Linked DNA regions of Mus musculus: region 1 is linked to region 2. Evidence: chromatin contacts called from public HiChIP or PLAC-seq data. All regions are on one chromosome and are shown on one strand. The core of a region is the stretch at or near the end of the contact, and the rest is flanking DNA. Distances in the headings are between cores, read along the strand shown.

The links. HiChIP or PLAC-seq counts read pairs in DNA pulled down with a chosen protein or histone mark.
Region 1: an H3K4me3 HiChIP or PLAC-seq map of neural tube shows a contact between it and region 2, with 5 times the contacts expected there. The contact joins two enhancer-like sites. A contact is called at or near these places in 3 of 15 datasets of contacts at CTCF or cohesin (the NIH/3T3 cell line and stem cell-derived epiblast-like cells), 4 of 484 Hi-C or Micro-C datasets (the F1.1 cell line, LSK cells, embryonic fibroblasts and 1 more) and 5 of 115 datasets of contacts at active chromatin or transcription factors (embryonic basal ganglia, embryonic limb bud, embryonic stem cells and 2 more).

The regions. Positions count from the first base shown.
Region 1 is chr4:114,644,144-114,650,266 of GRCm38.p6, forward strand. The region is part of intron 1 of Gm33655 (a long non-coding RNA gene); the gene reads right to left. Among named protein-coding and RNA genes, the nearest start is that of Gm12829, 33 kb to the right of the region's middle. Within about 2 kb of position 4,693, at least 38 of the 459 cell types and tissues checked have an H3K27ac peak or open chromatin away from gene starts, as enhancers often do. A contact at or near this core is called in neural tube, where this site is marked.
Region 2 is chr4:114,320,014-114,326,782 of GRCm38.p6, forward strand. No RefSeq gene overlaps it. Among named protein-coding and RNA genes, the nearest start is that of Gm40228, 23 kb to the right of the region's middle. Within about 2 kb of position 1,643, at least 13 of the 459 cell types and tissues checked have an H3K27ac peak or open chromatin away from gene starts, as enhancers often do. A contact at or near this core is called in neural tube, where this site is marked.

The DNA.
Region 1 (6,123 bases), core at 3,443-5,942, 330 kb after region 2:
AGACTGTGTGAAAGGCTCAGATTTACAAATTTTACTGATGGAACAAGTGAAGATTAAGCAGTAGAAAAAAAAAATCTGTCCAGGCTGTGGGCCAGGGGCTTTTGTCAAACTCTTAGAATATGAAACAACATCCCATACCCAGTTGAAGATCGGATTGGCTGCTACTGTATCCTGGACTGGGTCTTCAATCTAGAAGATAATTTACACTGACTAAATAAAAAAATAAAATATCTAAAAAGTTAAGAGGGTGGAAATAATGAAATAGCCTAATTCACTGATGCTTTTAGGATAAGTGGAAGCATAATCATAAATGTGGGGGATTATTTGTTTGTTTATTTTGCTTTGCTAATGAGACAGGGGTCTTGTGTAGTCCAGTCTGGCCTCTGACTCATTATATTGCGTAGGGTGGTCTTGAACTTCTGACCCTTCTGTGTGCTGAGATGACATGTTTTCCAGCATCTCCACTTTATGTAGTGCTAGGGATTGAGTTCAGGTTTTCATGCTGGCAAGCTAGACAAGCAATCCAGCCACTGGCTGCAACCTCAGCCCTCTTGAGGATTAGACAAGGCCTCTCACTGACCTGAAGCTCACCAAGTAGGTTAGTCTGGCTGACCAGCAAACCCCAAGGATCCACCTTTCCCTGCCTTCCCAGGGCTAGGATTACAAATGTGAGCCACCACACTTGGCTTTTTTAAGTGATGGTTCCAGAGAATCAAATTCAGGTGTTTTCGTGGCAAGCAGTCTTATCAAGCAGTGAGCTATCCCCTAACCCATAATAACTTACTTTAAGGTACATTTTACATAGCAACAGCTGTGGGTCCTTCTCTGCAAGCCCAGATACCCTTTACTCATTGCTTCAGCTACCTACATCCATACAAGCAGTCCTAACTTCAACAGCTTACCGCAGTAATTTTAATCTCTTTCCATCTCAGAGGCCAGGAGTCAGGCAGACTGCCTAGGGAGCTCTGCTCAGTCAACTGTTCACTTGGACACTGAGAAGTTTGACGGGGGTTGAGTGGGGGGGGGGGAGTGTGAGACTGAGGAAGATTCACTTAGCTGTCCAAGACTTGACAAGATAGCTGGAAAACTGAATCAGTGTGACCCCGTGTCTCGGGGCCCCTCTTGTGTCATCAAGACTTCTTACCAGAGCCAGGGTGAAAAGCTCTGAACTTCATAATGTCACTTCTGCCATAGTCTAAGGGTCAAAGTAGCCACAGGTCAAACCACATTTAAAGGAACAAGATAGACTGCATACATCTTTAAAATGAGACCAAATCATCTTCAATCTTTTTCTGTCCTTGAACATTTTTTTCCCTGAAGATTGGGGAACAGGTCAAAGAGTTTGGCTCAGGACTAGTTAGGAGCTGACAGTGGTGATGGTAGTTAACCCTGAGAATTTTATTGAGTGTTTACTGGGTGCCTGGCAATGCTATAAAAACTTCATATGTTTGTGTTGTTGAATCTTTGCAGCACTCCTGTGAAGACTCTGTTAGCATCCCAGTGTGTGGATTAGCAGGCTGACTCATCTGACCATGCTTACTCTCCCCAGAATCACACCTTACAAAGAGGGAAGCCTGAAGCTACCCACAGATGCAGGTGATGAAGAGCCTTTCTACACAAGATGGGGGACTGACCAATGTCTTGGGAGCACTGGGGTTTCAGTGGAACAGGGCCCACATTGTGGGTGGTGAATAAGATAGAAGAGAGGGGAAGTGAGGAGGCTGATCAGGAGACTTCTCACATCTACATGAAAGATGGGAAAGGCATGAGAGATGGGGGGAGGGATGGGAAAACTGAAACCTAAAGCAGAAGAACGCAGGAGCTGGAGAAGAAGGCAAGACTTGGCAAGACTTGGCAGGTTAGGGACAGAGTGAACCCAGGAATAGTTTCAGAGGCAGAGCCCCCATCGTTGTATGCCAAGTTTAATTTAGACCCTGTGGGATCATGGGTAACAAAGTTCTTCCCCTCTGTAGCCCCCTCTCTGAAGAAAGAACAAAGCCCCTCCATGGACTCTCACATACTTCTCTAGATCTTGGAGAAATTAGGGTGTTGGTGGGCAAGATGGGAGTCAGCCAGAAGAACCCTCCAATCAGCAAATTTGGAAAGGGCATATCCCAGGAAGCTTGACTTGGCTAGGGTATCCCAGTCCCATCCCTACACAGCCTAAACACAGAGCTGAATTCTGGGTCACTGGGTGCAGGAGAAGACCTGGGCAGGGTCAATTTGGAGGCACATAGGTTCCCCATGTTAGAGTTAACAGGGTGAGCATGCATGAACCACCAGAGCCTTTTTGTCTGCTGCCCTCCAGCCCTGCATATTGCAGACACCCTGTGGCCTACATTTGTAAGTCACTCCAATCATTTAAGACCAACCCCCAAAGCGGTGTGGCAGGAAACATTTGTTAAACACTTCCACATCAAGTAAAACTCCGTCTGATCACAGTTCTGGGATTGCTGACTACATGAACTTGGGTAAACATCTTGCCTCCCTGAGCTTATGTTTGCCCACCAAAAGGCACGGCAAGAATGCTGTACAATAAGATACTTCCCATACCTAGCACAGGGCCTAGGGCATAGTCATTACTGAGCAATTAATAGCAATAATAATAACAGCAAATCCTGCCTTCTTTGCTTTCATTCTTTCCCAGCTCCCACTGGCCTCCCCCTCCCCCACCCCCACTCTGCAGCTAAACACGGATGGCACAGTGGTGATGTTTCCTATGTCATTTCTGTCCCTTGGATCAACTCTACACCTTGGCACTCTTCCCTTAAAGAGAGTTAAGAAGCTCGGAAACTGGAGCTGGGGTTTCTGCTCCCCCTTCCTCTCCCCGGGACCCAGGTTGTCCTCCTCGGGTACCCATAGGAGCACAATAAAGGCTGATTGGGCTAAATGGGCAATTTATGGCTTCTCTTTGAACAGGCCTTAGATGATTACCTTTTATGAGGCTTACACTTTAGACTCAAAACGTAAAACAGAAGCTCAGGCTAGGAAGCAAATAATGGGATATTTTATGTGCTGTTCTGGAACAAAAGTCCACAGCTTTATTGCGATGGCTGTAAAAAGAGCGTGATTGGAGAAGCTTTGATTGAGAAACACACATGGAAAGAACCGCAGGTCAGGAGACCGGAGGCTGTCCTGAGTTTCCCACCCTGTAGCACCACCTAGCCAGGCCTTATACTGTCTGTCTTCAAATGGCAAAACCAGGAACCACCCTCTGCACCATCCCCGCAGCAAGCCCTTCTCTATGATTCCTGAGTCCTCACATCTAAAATACCTTCTTCTCAGGGTTCACTGATTCTAAAACGTTGATTCTCCAGACATGACTAATCTAGGCTGCTCAAGTCACACTGTCTGAACCATCTCCGGATTCTAGAGTAGAAAGGGTGCAATGGTTGCAGGCACAGACCTAGAGCGTGGAGGCCTGGATTCAAGTTTCCACCCAGTGCTCATTAGAATGTGACTTAGGAAAAATCACAGTATATAATGAAAATAAAGATCAGCACAGTGGGATGAGGTGTTGGAGAGAAAGAGAAGAAACAGCTCACACAGGGGCTGCTGTTATGACTGACACGGAGAAATCTCTCTGAAGTTGAATGAGGTTGTTAGTGTTCAAACACTCAACGAATATAATGTCTCAAATAAAAGACCATCTAAAATATGCTGCCACATAGGAGTGTGCCTGAAATGTGTTCTGCAAGCCCAAAAATCCAGGAGCAGGGCTGTCAGCATAGCCATGGCCACCAGAGGGCAGGCTCTGGTTGCTGGTCTGCCAGCCCTGCGGGATCCAGGAACAGCACTGGGGCCAGTCCTTCTCCCCTCCTCCTGCTCTTTTAATTCTTTCCTCTTAGGGGACCAGAGATCAGAGGCATAGGGAGAAACTGTTGCAATTATTATGTTTTCCTGAAAACTCGAAACTAGCAATGCAAAATAAAAGGAGACCCTAAATGGTGTGTGATCTCTATGTGTGCAGTTTTAACACTGGGCTCCAGGCTGAGGCCTGGCCTAGGCTTTGGGGTCAGCATGTTGAAGGCTTCCCCAGCAGGTGATCCATTGTCCAGCTACCTAGTGTCTGACCCCCACCTCCATGTGATGCTGAGCTTAGAAAAGTTCGAGTGTCACACCCAGGCCATTCAGTGCAGAGACCAAGATTCAGGTGTGAACCTTCCAGAGACGGTGCTTTGTCCTAGATAAGCTGAGCCGAGCAGAGGCTAGCCCAGCTGAAGGAAACCAGGTAAGGAAGAGTGAGAGTCTGTTTTAGGAGTTCCTGGCTATTATATCTCTAAGACCATCCTTCAACTATTCTTGGGAAACGGATTTTAAAATGACACTCTGGGACCTTGCAGAGAAAGGATCTGACCCATTAAAGAGCTGGGGCCTGAAGTCAAGACATACCTAGGTACAGTACTAAACAGAAAGGATGCGGGCAATTGATAGTCTTCTGCGACCTTGGCCAAGGCCTGTTGGATGTCTGGCCTTCAGGTGACTATTCAGGACTAGGGTCAGTTGGGACAGCAGGAGAGGGCCTTGTGCTGGGGCACCCAGCGGGGCTCTTCCATGCCTGGGCAGCACTGTGGCCAATATTGACTTTTGTAAACACCATTTTGCACCGAGCTCAGGGCTAGGGCGGGGGCGCCCTGACCCGGGGGCGGAGGCAACGGCTCCGCATTTAGACGAGGCCATTAGCAGCGATCGATGGCTGCGCCGCGCGCTCTGGCCGCTGGGCGCTCCCAAATGAAGGTTAAGTTTGCTCTGCGCCCCTGCGAGGCAGGCCATGCGGCCGCATAATGGCCCCAGGACCGGCGGCGGCCCACATGCCCAGGTTAAGCTCAAGCGGCTTGGTGGGGAGGATGCAGAGAGAATGGAGCTTGTCGCTGCAGACACAGACAGGGAAGGCTGAGCAGGCATGCTTTAGAAATGTGAGCACCCTGGTCTGGCTCCCTGTGGGTCACTTGCTGGGCTCTTGTGGTACTTGTCTGATTGTTTGGTGTGTACTGGGCCTGTACCTTGGCTTCTGTGCACCTGTTGGAATGTATGGTCTGCGGTGTGTGTGTGTGTGTGTGTGTGTGTGTGTGTGTCCGTCCGTGTGTCCCTCCAGCCTGGTCCTGATCATCTAGAGGGGCTGCCTGGAACTCTGGAGCTAGCCTGTCTGGGAACCAAGAGGCCTGGATGCTACTTTTCTGACTGCCACCCCTCTCTATCCAGCCTAGATCTCATTCCTTAGAACCTGACGACCCTACCCTAGCCCGACAGGGACGTGTTCACACGTGTAGTTGTGAGTGCCTGGGCTGTGGGAGTAACTGGAGGCTGCGTGTGAAAGGGTATGGCTGTTCAGAAATGATGAGTCTGGTTCTGCAGCAGCTCCAGGCTGGAAAGTATCCCCTGGGCCCTGTTGAGCGTCTCTCTGTAACCTAGGCAGCTTTGTGCCACAAATCGACAGCTCAGAGCCAGGTTTCCTGGCAGTTTCATCTGTCAGCTCCACCTCAGATTGAGCACAGTTGCCACTTTGCATATTTAATGAGTGCCCCCAAAGTGCCAGTGTTTCGAAGCTGTCACATTAATTCTCATATTTACTCTTCTCTCCACTTTGTGCAAATGAGGAAATGGAGACTCGGAGAAGGGAACGAGTTGGCAAAACAATGAAAGCCGACCAGTGAAGGGAGTGGGGTTCAAACCGTGCTGCTTGTACCAGGTCCCTTCCTTGCACCTTGCTGGCCTGAGGCTGCGACCTTGGGCAACAGGCAATGTGAAGTGCCAGCTTCTTGGCAAGCTGCAGGAGGCTGTGTTCTAGAAGGCAGTCATCGGAATGTGATAGAGATAGGAAAGATTCCCCAGCCAGTCTCCCCACTAGAAGCTGAGTGCCTTATTAGCTACTTAGACAAAATCCTGGTTCTGCCATGGCCCAGACTCCCATCAACAGGAAAGTCTGGCAGACCGCTGAGCTCTGAGCAAAAGAGGTAACAGTTTGAGTAGGAAGGGTCATATACTAATTCCTAGGGACCTAAAAGAATATCTGTAGACATATTGTCACAGCAGATGACCTAACAGTATTGATGTCTTCTGCAATGGTTTTCCTGCAATGGTTGCAGAGAAGGGATATCCAAAGAAATATGAGGTTCGCTGTCT
Region 2 (6,769 bases), core at 393-2,892:
GAGTAGTTCTCCTCCCAGGGTTAAGGGTGAGCTCTCTCACCTCTTGCAGGCAAACCCTATATCTATCAGGGTTGCCATTTGGGTTGTTTGATTCTTCCCAGCTTAGCTACAAAGTACTCTGGATGTGGTGAGAGGTGGGAAGGTGTAATAGGCCTTAAAGCCATGGAAGTGATTTAGACAAGTGTTTAGAAACTGGAGCCTGGCCCACACCTCAGATTTTATAAGAAGCTCATGAGGGCTTACAGAAATTCTGAGCTGAACACATCCCAGAGCCAAGATCTCCATCTGTAGCCAGAAGCATCGAAATCTTAGCTTGGAAAAAACTGAAGGTGGAAGAGAGTGTTCTCAGTGCAGCAGGGCTGAGCCCTTGATGGAAAGAGCTGCAGTGTTGTAGAGATAAGTTTGAGCAAGTCCACCATTATCCAACCATCTGGTTTTACTGGGCATTCATGCAAATTCAGAAGCCAATGTGGGGGACAAGCAGGCCTTTTTTTTGAGAAGAGCCTATCCAGTATAAAACCAATTATCAGTTTAGTCTTCTCATATGTTACAACCTCATTGTGACTCTCACAGTCAAACGCTCTCTTTTCTTTGTAAACCCCACTGGATCCTTCACTATCCTATATCTCACAAGCCCTTTCGGTCTCCATATCTGTTCCCTAGCTACAATGCCTTTCCTGCTTCTTCAGTCACTCCCCCTCCATTAGGAGTCCTGCTCCAACTACTCATAAGACAGAGTGTGCTTCTCTTTCACACTTAAAGCACCGTCCTAGAACATTCCATTCCAATGCCGTGGCCCCACTAGGCTACACTCCTCATCTCAGTATCCCCAGTCTCTTCACAAGACCTGGATCAGAGATTCATTTGAGCTATCTGAAGACTTAGAGGAGTGAGACACGGAATAAACAGATGTATCTGTTCAGATCAGTGAAAGCAAGGTGACAACTAAATACCAGGACACAGAATAGAACTGTGTAAGCACTGATGGTGCTGAGCTCTGGCCTAACAAGATGTCCAGGCTTTGCACTGCTTGTTCCTCCCCTCATTTACACATGACTACAGGCAAGCTACCAAACTCCATGATCCTTCTCTGTACAATGAGAGTCACTGTGAGGGATGAGTTCTTAACTGGAATATGTACCAAAGAACAAGACTTCATCCCCCGCCCTGTCATTAATGAACACAAACAAGTCAAGAATAATACTGCTGCTGAGGGTTCAGGGTGAATAAGCCAGTATCTGCTAAATCTCCTGTTAGAAATTGTTATAATAAAGAGAAGGTAACAAATTCTTCAATCATGGGTTATGAAGAGAGGAGGAAACTACATACCAGATGTGTCATAGAAGAGAGAGACACACTGGTCTAGAACACTCTGGTTGAGCCTCACCATGACCTTAGGAGCCTCATTAAGAACAGGAAAATGAAACAAGGTGCCATTAGTGAACCTAGTCACTGGCACCCAGACCAATGTGATAGAAATGAGTCTCATATCACTCCGAATAAGCTCTTCACACTTTCTTCCTTCTTGGTCTTTCTCAGTTCTGGGCACACCAAGATAGCAAGTTCCAGATCCTGTCTTCTGAAGGTAATTCCAAGGTAATTCTTCTAGCCCTGCCTCAGAGCTTCCTGCCTCAGACCACTACAACTCACACCCTCTGTCCCAGGCAGAGAGTGTTTTGTGAGATTTGTAGCTGGATCCTGCCCCTCTGACCTACAGCCCTATAAAATAGCAAGCAGGAAAGAAAGGGGGGACAAAGCTAAGAACTAAGCACTGATGAAGATTGGAAGTGACTGGGGAGTCTAGGGGATTTATGTGTTAGGATCAAGATGGCCAAAGAGGCCAGACAGAGAGCAACAGCCCTGACGCCTCTGCCTGGTTGATAATTTATCCCAGAAATTAGAGACCTCTGTTTGCCACTCACACTGACTGGGTGGCTCTGGGTCCTCCCAGCTTACTGTCTGCAGGGACCCAGGCTGACTCATAAGTTTTGTTTTCCCAGACCAAACCCACATGTTTGATACTTCGTCAATTCTCTCCACATCTAAGATCTTGTCAGAGGTTCATCTTACACTCCCGGTGAGGCTGGCAGGATGGGGACCCTCAACCTCATTGGCCAAAGGAGAAAATTAAAGCTGACAGAGAGTGACTCATGCAGGATCACCCAGGGAATGGAGAGAATAAGCCATTGTTGGCTGATGTTACAGCTCCTATAGGTACACATTTCCCTTCTCATTCTCTCCCTTGGGGCCCAACCTACCCTCAAATTAACTTTTCTCAGCCAATGAGTCAATTCAACTAACCTCTACTGCAAAACAATATTTACTAAGAATCGAGGCAAACACAGAGATGAACAGGGTAAAGGCACATGCCCAAAACAAATACACCAATTTAGAATGCGTATTGTTGGTGATGATAAAGATCTCTATCCAATATAATAATCAGCATGGAAAAACAAAAGCTGAAGATAAATAAATAAAAGCTTTGGAAAGAAAGTGAGAGTAGAGGCAGTGCTGAGGTCAAGCACAAAGGAGCACTTCTAGTTGCTAGGTTCTTCGAAAGCAATTCACAGGTCATGAGGACGGTTCTTGAGCTGGACAGCATGCTAGCAAATGAGTTCTTGAATAGAAACACGTTCTTTTTTTTAAAAATGTATTTATTTTTATTCTTTAATCCTCTTTTACATCCAGACTTCATCCCCCTCCCGGTCTGCCCCCAGACTGCTCCCCACCCCAGCTCCAAGAGGATGTCCTCACCCTCCCTTCCCTACCCCACCAGGCCTCCCCACTCCCTGGGGCCTCAAGTCTCTTGAATTTTAGGTGTGTCTTCTCTCACTGAGGTTAGACCAGCAGAGGCAGTCCTCTGCTGTTTATGTGTCAGGGGCCTCATATCAGCTGTGTATGTTGCCTGGTTGGTGGCTCAGTGCTGACCCTGTGGTCTGGGTCCTTTGAGACTGCTGGTCTTCCCATGGGGCCATCTTCCTCCTCAGCTTCTTCTAGCTTTTCCCCAATTCAACCATAGGAGTCCCCAGCTTCTGTCCATTGGTTGGGTGCTAGTATCTGCATCTGACTCTTTCAGCTGCTTGTTGGGCGTCTCTGACGGGAGCCATGCTAGGCTCCTGTCTGCAAGTATTTCACAGCATCAGTAACCTCATCAGGGCCCTGGGCCTCCACTTGAACTGGATCCCCACTTGGACCTGTCACTGAACCTCCTTTCTCTCATGCTCTTCTCCATTTTTGTCCCTGCAGTTCCTTCAGACAGGAACAATTCTGGGTCAGAGCTTTTGACTGTGGGATGGCAACCCCATCCCTCCACTTGATGTCCTGTCTACTGAAGGTATTCTATAAATTTCCCTCCCTACTGTCACTGTAGAGCACCTCATCCAAGGTCCCTCAATTTGAGTCCTAAGAGTTTTTCACTTCCCAGGTATCCAGTATATTCTAGATATACCTACCACATACACCTACCTCCCAAGTTTGCCCATTTCCATTCTTTCTGCTGGCCCTCAGGGCTTCAGTCCTGTCTCTACTCCCACCCCCCATTACCTGATTATATTCCCCCTTCCTCTTCCTGTCTCCTCTCCCACCCAGATCCCTTCCTCCTCTGCCCCCCATGACTGCTTTCTTCTCCTTCTCACATGGGGTTGAGGCATCCAATAAGCATCCAACACACAGACTGAGTATTGATGTCCACAATCAGCTGTGTGATAAGCCTGTGAATATCATCTACCAATTGCAAGGGCAAATCGTCAGTCTGTATAGTAGGATTTTATAAAGCAAAAACAAAAAGAAACCCTGAAGTTTGAGAATCTGATTAAGCAGGATTTTTAATTCTAACTACAATTATAATTCCTAGAGTTTACTTCTTAGCCTCTCTGAACATGTTTTTTTTTTCACCCATTAAATAGAAACAGTAGTACCAGCCTCAGTGCTTTTTCCTGAAAAAAAAAAAAAAAAAAGCAAAGATAACTTTATAATTTAACCACATTAGTCTAGATTTCATGCAAGGTCCCAAGATAATAGATAACACATCCCAAACACAATGGAAGACCACCATGCAAGAACTGTCAAAGGTGGTGATGAAAACTGCTTTTGTGGTTCTTTGCTGACCACCCACCTCTGGCATATAAAGGAGGCGGAAGAAGCCAAAACTAAGTGGAGAGTTAGACAGGGGTTTTCTGGAAAGAGCTGTAAGTACTTTGCATATCTTTGTCCTCTCCCTCCCTTAACTCAAGCCTGAGGAAAGTGGCTGTAACGGGATCTTTGAAGGGCTTGATGTTTTCTCTATATTCAGGAGATATGGTGGACAGGAATCTTACTCCCACTGGTAAATATGAGAGGTTAGAGAGTAGCTGGCCAGATGTTCTAAATTCAGAGTAAAGGGAGGTTGCTGCATAGGAGACAACCTGCACTCTCAGAGTTCATCAAAGCAGAAAATATAGAAGTGCTTTTCTCAAAACTAGATCTGGACCACACATAGAAGTAAATGGTTTAAAGACCTGCTAGGCCCTGTCAAAGGACCATATGAAGCTAAATCCTTGGCTGAATGGGACTGGTGGTGCTAGAAGATGCCTAGCAGCTGGAAAGGAGTCTACAACACTCAGTAAGTAGAATAATGTTTGCCCACATCAGGAGAACCCCTGCATGGGATAGGGACATAGTACTCCAAAATAACAAAAACTCCCCAGGAGGGAACAAAATACCCATGGAAGGAGTTACAGAGACAAAGTTCAGAGCAGAGACTGAAGGAATGACTATCCAGAGACTGCCCCACCCAGGGGGTCCATCCCATAAACCACCACCAAACCCAAGACATGATTGCAGATGCCAACAAGAGCTTGCTGACAAGAGCCTGATATAGCTGTCTTCTGAGAGGCTCTGCCAGTGCCTAGCAAATACAGAAGTGGATGCTCACAGTCATCCATTGGACGGAGTACAGGGCCCCCAATTAAGGAGCTAGAGAAAGCACCCAAAGAGCTGAAGGGGTTTGCAGCCCCAAGAGAGGAACAACAATATGAACTAACCAGTACCCCCAGAGCTCCCTAGGACTAAACCACCAATCAAAGAAAACACATGGTGGAACTTGTGGCCCTAGCTGCATAGGTAGCAGAGGATGACCTAGTCAGTCATCAATGGCAGGAGAGGCCCTTTGTCCTGTAAAGGTTCTATGCCCCAGTATAGAGGAATGCCAAGGCCTGGAAGCAGGAGTTGGTGAGTTGAGGAGCAGGGGGAGGGAGAAGGGATAGGGAATTTTTGGAGGGGAAACTAAGAAAGGGGATAGCATTTGAAATGTAAATGAAAAAAATATCTAATAAAAAAAATTCCCCAGGAAAGAACAGGTAAGGTCAATGCCTGCCAGGCATAGACAGACCTAGATTCTACAAAGTCTTCACTGATTTATAAGCACTCTCCTGCCCACCTTCCCTTTCCATCTCCCACTACCTCTTCCAATGCAAAGATTGTTGTGTTTTGTTTTAAATACACAGTTTGAAAATATATAAGGAGATGCTCTAAGAGAACATGAATAAACTGACCCCCACTTCTCACCACAGAGACTGACCAGTGGCAGTTCTGACTCCAGGCAAGTGGTAAGGAAAACTACTGCTTTCAAATGAATTCTGGGCTTTACTATTGTTATTGCTGCAGATGGTAATGTTATTTGATTTTATTATGTCTCCCAAATGCACAGGCTAGACACTTCATTTGCACCTCAACATTGTTCCATGATAAAGCCTAATCCCCGCCCCCCCAGAAAAAAAAAAACTTTCTAAGGACAGTTAAGGTGCAGACAATAGATTATATCAAAACTAAAGCAGAGAATTAGAATAGTGGGCATGGAAAGACTTAAGCAGGGGGGAATGTGGTAATACAGGGGAAGGGCTAACCCAAAGGAAGGGTATCTGAAAAGCCATATAAAAGCTTACTATGTCACAACCCAACTCAGAGTACAAGTGTAGGAATACTAGAATACCCGTGATAATAAAGAAGAGGTGGAAATACTGGAGGTTGAAGGATTAAGCAGGGATGGGGATGAGGGTTCCCATAGAGGAGGAGATAGTAGGTGGATTAACAAAACTTTATGTGTGAAAAAATATTGTGAAAACCCACTTGTTAGTAAGCTATGTTCAAAATATACCATTAAAAAAAGATTTTCAATTGAATTATCTTACATGGGTGGACACTTCTGCTCCCAAAAGACAGGGGTTATTAAGTAAAAATCCCAGTGTAAGGCATGGAATACTTCCTGAGTTATTTGTCAAAAAAGGCCCCAAACGTCTCTAAAACAACACAGACTGTTGTCATTGACCTTGGTCACCTATCATAACTATGTGATAAGGCCTTATTGAGTAAGACATCACACATTTTTGGCTGAGGGACATAGAAACATCCCCCCTGCCCCACCTTGGCTGGCTTTCATAGTGCTGAAAGGTGCTATACAAGCTGGTGGGAGAGAAAAGATATCAATAGTCTAATCCAAAGATGGTTCCTGAATGACAAGATTCCTACGCCCCCTAGCAAGATGTGCCCCCAACTGGAATAGTAGCACCATGCCTATTATGGGTTAACTAACCACTTTCTAATAGAATTTGAGACCTGCTCCATAGTATGGAATTTTATGCTTAGTCTAGTAAATCCTGGTCCAAAATCCATCACTGGGGATGTCACAGGTCCTAAAGTAGAACCTGCTATTGCCATTTTGCTAAATGGTCACGTTGTCAAAATCCTTTCTAAATATACCCATAGACAAGCTCTGCTCTCAGCTGTGAACAGA